2 separate regions of the Drosophila melanogaster genome follow, and region 2 is linked to region 1. Evidence: chromatin contacts called from public HiChIP or PLAC-seq data. All regions are on one chromosome and are shown on one strand. Each heading gives the region's core, a stretch centred on a gene start, on an enhancer-like site or on the middle of the called end of the contact. The rest is flanking DNA. Distances are from core to core; before and after follow the strand shown. Region 1 holds the start of CG5966. Region 2 holds the start of Btnd (Biotinidase).

What was found. HiChIP or PLAC-seq counts read pairs in DNA pulled down with a chosen protein or histone mark.
Region 2: an H3K27ac HiChIP or PLAC-seq map of the Kc167 cell line shows a contact between it and region 1, with 4 times the contacts expected there. The contact joins the promoter of Btnd here to the promoter of CG5966 in region 1. A contact is called at or near these places in 16 of 107 Hi-C or Micro-C datasets (the Kc167 cell line, the S2 cell line, the Sg4 cell line and 7 more) and 1 of 6 datasets of contacts at active chromatin or transcription factors (the Kc167 cell line).

What each region holds. Positions count from the first base shown.
Region 1 is chrX:5,987,518-5,990,217 of dm6, forward strand. CG5966 reads left to right here and starts at 1,274. Exons shown (of 3, transcript NM_132058.3): 1 at 1,274-1,840. The coding sequence starts at 1,723.
Region 2 is chrX:6,218,043-6,220,866 of dm6, forward strand. Btnd (Biotinidase) reads right to left here and starts at 1,285. Exons shown (of 2, transcript NM_132070.3): 1 at 1,193-1,285; 2 at 1-1,039. The coding sequence starts at 1,252. Efr (ER GDP-fucose transporter) reads left to right here and starts at 1,915. Exons shown (of 2, transcript NM_132071.3): 1 at 1,915-2,375.

The DNA of each region.
Region 1 (2,700 bases), core at 24-2,523:
ACGCTTTTGAAAGGCCGCCTCTTTGACGTCAATGGGCAATATTCGAGATCCTGGTGGAGTGTCAAGCGATCGAAAACCCGACTCGTAAACACCTTCTCCGGACTTTGGACGCCTCGAAAGCGAAACGGCGGGATTCTGCGAAAATTACTGGCCGCTGATAACGTGTGCCAATGGGGAACATAATATACATATGCAAATATATTTAGTGCTAACCAGACATTGACACCACCACCTGTCAGTGGCGGTGGGCTGAGGGACAAGGGCGTGGCAGGGGCCCGTCGATTGACACAGTTTTCATAGAAATTCACTTGGCATGTTACACACAAAACAATTTTCTTCTATTAATAAGCTAGCAAAAAACTAGGTTCGTCATGCTTAAAGATATTCTACAAATATATTGATCTTTAGATATATAACTACTTTTAAAGTAAGCTAAAATAACAATCTTTTAAAATTTAAAGATATATATTGCCAATAATAATGGAATATCCTTAAAAACATGGTTCAAATCGTTAGGATCGTTATGGGTAGTTTATACAAATAAGTATATTTTTTCTCGCCGTGCCGAATGGGTTGTCGAGAACAGCTGCTGATTGCCCAAGGGGGCTGTTCCCCATCCTCTATTTCTGACCCATCATAAGATCCTCCCTTGTGCCGCCCTCTTCCTGTAAGAGATTGCTCAACGCATTCATGGCGGTCACTTTGTTGTCGTCGGCAGAGCGGATCGGCTTCCTTATCAAGAAGGTGCATCCAACAAAGAGCAGCTGGTGTACTTTGCATCTACACTGAGCGAAACGCTCGACTTGTGCACTATCAGCTGCTCAGGGCCTCTTGCTTTCCTCTCTCTCTTTCACACTCTCTGCTGTAAGTCGCGTGCCGAAGCTCATTGGTCAGTGTTGGCTGTCTAGCGAAAATACGACATAACTTCCATAGAAATAATATCTGTAAAAGGAGCGTAGTTATCAACATTTAATGGTATATATAGTGATACTTGAACGGGTTATAGATTTAAAGTATGTTTTTTTTCTGAATAGCCTTCATGGTAATTTCCACGAGATATTCGGCTTCCACCAACTGTTTATTACACTTGACCTTTGAAGTGGTAGACGTATTGTACGCATATGTATATGTCGGGAAATCGGCGGATCGGTCAGCACTATCTTCGATCGGCGGCTTCGGCTGCAGCTTCGGATGCAGCTTTCTGATTTCGGTTACGGTTTCGATTTCTCGCGACGTCTACGTCTTTATAAAAATTGCGTGGGGCGCAGCTGATCCGCTCAGTGGTGCGACGGTTTCCAAGCGACTCAGATCGGCGGAGATATACACGACATATAGCCCAGTCATTGGCGATAGTCAAAATCGAAAGAAACCGAGGGCCGCCAACTAACCTAACAAGCTAACGGCACACTCGAGACGAAAGACAGTCGATAAGATTAACGTCAACTTAATTAAAACTATAGAAAAGAAAAGCCAGGCACCAAACAAAAGGCCGATCGATCAATCGATCGATCCCATCGTAACTCGACTATACAGTCCTAGCCTTAGATAATAGCCAACTCGAGTGGCACTCGTTCAAGTGATTTGTGATTGTGGTTCAGTTAAGAACTGACTAAAGCCCTGGGAAAAAGTGTGTGATTCAAGTTGGGAATTTCCAAGATCCCCAGGATCTAAGGGATCACATTTGGCATCGGAATCGGAATCGGAATCAGATACAGCTGCAGGATGTATGTGGCCAACACGACGGGCGGCCTAATGCTGCAGACCATGTTGTATTTGGCCAACCACACCAGTCGGGCGGCAGTCAACACCCTGGTGGACCTACCACCAGCTCCCAAAAGTGGTAAGTAATTCGAGCCACGAGCCCACTTTTGGCTACCACCGATTGCACCACCCATCGTAACTAGAACATGTCCATCGAAAGTGGCCCAAAAGTATCTGCCACTTGAGCCACAGTGGCGGTCGAAATAGGAGTAGCTAAGGGATTTCTAGTGTTTCAATGAAATGAAATTTTTACAAATATGTAGAACTATTATTCAATAATAAGTTAAAGATTAGAATAAATACAAGATATCCCCACTTTATAGAGTAAGAGAGTAGAGTAATTGGAGCTATTATCTTGGCCGCAGCTGTGTCATTTGGGCCCAGTTAGGGGCAACCTTAAGTGGTTTCTTTTGCTGAGTGTGCTGAGCAAACAGTTTTCGGATCTTTAGTGCTTCGAAATCCAAAGATGCTGAGTGCTGCTCGCATTAGCAAATGGGGAAAGCTCTTTCAAGAAGCCCGCAGCGATTGCGATCACCTGAGTGATGGAGGCACAGGTGGCAACTCGGCGTGCTTCAATTTGATTTGGAAATCAGGGTCCCAAAAGGCTAATGACGCGACTCCGTCCGGTGCGGTTTCATATATGTACATATCGTGCGTACATATATGTAGATATATAATATGTATTCAGTTGTTGGAGGGACGCGGCACACGCCTATCTAATCGAAAACTTCCGATACAAACGGAAAGCCAAAGAAGACCACGATAAAATAGAGACGGCAATCCATGCACCACTGGCCAAATAAATTGAAGTCTTCTGGCCCATATGAAATACTTAATGGAACATTACAGGCATCTGACATCTTGAAAATTGTCTAAGGTTTTTTCATGGATCGTTAGGCTTTTTACCAGACCACAACAGTTCTAATTGAGATTTTGCAA
Region 2 (2,824 bases), core at 35-2,534, 230 kb after region 1:
CGGCACTGGTGACCTTTCGTTCGATGGAGAAGGTACAGCAAAAGCTGCCATGGCACAACTGGCGTTCGAAACTCAGAAAATCATCGTCCAACAATTCACTTTCGAATATATCCACATTATTATCCCGGTACGTGGCCAGGCCAGTCAATCTTTGCGTTTTCCTCTGCGGCTCGAAGATCGGCGTAAAAGTGGGTGCCAGTTGGCCATGTTCCCTCTTCGGCACCTCCGCAATCAGCAACTTAGTGGTGGGCTGCTCGAAAATCTCCGCCACCAATCGGCCACCGCGTCCTGCATAGATACCCGATCCGGAAGTGCGTCCATCGGGATTACTGGCATCTGCGGCTAGAACATTAACATCATTACCAAATGCCCAACCCTCTTGGAGTTGTACAGCGCCAAGGAATGGCAATTCCGAGAACCAATAGGTTGGATACACGATGTCCGTGATCTTGTGCTCCTTCACCAATTTCATCGCCGGATCATAGAACAACATGTCGAAGCAGATGAAATGACCAAAGGTTACGCCAAAGTCTGTCCTAAAGATGGATATATCCGGAGATCGGAGCACTGATGTCGAGACATACTCGTGTCGCCACAAATGGGTTTTTCTGTAACGCGAGACAATCCTGCCCCTTCGATCGAACACGACATTTGTGTTGAAGTACCGAACGCCAGACGATGGACAAGGATTGTAGGTGTCAGAACCAGCTCCATGGGCACACAGTTCCTTCTCCACCACGTTTATGACCACATACAGGTGGTTAGCCCTCGCCGAGCAGGATAGCTCGATGAGGAAGAGCTCATAGTCCGTTTGGTAGCAGGGCGTTATGTTCTGCGACTCATGGGGCACAAAAGTGGCTGTGGCCTGACTATTGAGTATGTGCTCGGGAAACACTATGATGTCCACATCGCCGACTTCACGGATGATCTTTTGAAAGGATTCCGAAGCTGAGGTGGTGCGTGCACGCGGAGAATCGCCCACTGGCTGGCTGTGCTCCACCACTGCTGCCGTATAGGTTGGATCTTCCGGCTTGGAAAGCTATGGTGAGAATATAGATAATATCTTTTGTCATTGGAATAGCAATATTGCGTTGAAGTTATGAATGTTAGGAAACGTTACGTATACGACAAGGTGAACCAATTTTTTTTTGAGTTCTATGCAAGTTAAAATATGTACTAAACCCAAATTTACCTGATGCGAACTGCTGAAGAGCACTGACAAGAGTAGAAAACTCAATTGAATCGACTTCATAATGGAACGTCGGCCGAAATCCAAATGCCAAAACATCGAGATCTTTGCCAAAAACGAAGACTACGCATCAAGAATCAAGTGCAGGGCCAAGAAAGAAATCTCACTATCTTACATATAGGCATTTTATTTTACGGGCGAATAATGATGATGGTGGATACAATGAGATTATGCATTTCGGCAGATAAGAGCCCCAATTATTCATATGACTCTTATCTGTGCTGTTTCATATACAATGTATGCTAGTCAACAAGGGGTTAATGATTTCTTGGCCGAGGTGTTTAAACGAAGACACTAAAAATAAGACATAAAAGATAGCAATTAATTGAGGTATCAGATTTGTTTGGTCAAAGCAGTTATGATATGATAAGATATGCGGAAAAATGACGAACCTAAAGTGCCTGCCTAACGCTGCTCTTTATAGTCTCCAATTCACAAATTAGACTAACAGTATTTTTTTTTTTTTTTTTTTTTTTTTGTAATATTTAATTCCATAAAACAAATAAATTATATAAACACCTCCGGATGTTCTAAACTTAAATATTCAAATTCGATTCTCGATAATTGTTGCACGCGATATCGATTGTCGCCCCAAACTTAAAGCTCTGCCCGAACTAACAGCTTTTTTCGACCAACCACCAATAGCTGGTCACACCAGCAGCAGCAATCTTCAGCTGTTCAACAACAACAGCACGCGGCAGCAACTACAACAAAACATTAAGATTGTAATCAAGTTGTTAACGGTTATTAGCGAGCTACCAAAAAACCAATTACCACAGTTCCAATGCGCCCAACGAACGGTAAACGCCATTCCAAGGAGAGCCCATAGGCGAGCGAGAGAGATAGAAAAACGGTGAAGGTCGCGCTGCGAAAGAGCGAGATAATTGATTCGCAGGTTGGTGTTGGTGCATATTCATGTTCTAATCGCCCTCATGTGCGTTCGTGTGTGTACATATGTGTGCGAGCAGTGTTTATACAGCAAGCAACTGATATAATCGATCTTGATTCTCGACATCCCGCCAGTGAGACAAAAGAATCGAGATCCGAGATCCGTCATTAAACCGGACAATCCACAGGCATTCGTAACTCGCACATCCCGCGGATTAGAATATATCCCATTGCGAAGGTAAGTAACGCCGATAACGATTGTCGTTTTTGTTCAGTTTAAATTAAACAATTCGCATAGTTCTTATCGGCAACGTGACAATTGTCCAAATTGCCGACTAACGCTGAGCGGGCTGCGATCTACACTCACCCACCGACCTTGGAAATACCCTTCCAGTAAAAACCAGAATTCGATTATATATATCGAAAAAATCGATCTGCTACCAGCCATCGATAAAGAATCTTAATATTTCAATAAAAATTAGTACCGCATAAGCTTAGTAAAAAAGTGAATAAAACTGTCATTAATTTCACCAAAAAAGACCACTTTAAAATAGCTTTGTTTACGATCAGTTCTATTTTTGGTAAGCATTTTATGCAAATTTTATATCTCCTATAACTGTTAGCTATCGTGATTAATAAATCTCGGAGCCAAATGATTAGCTTCATATGCATTCACAATGCGCAAAG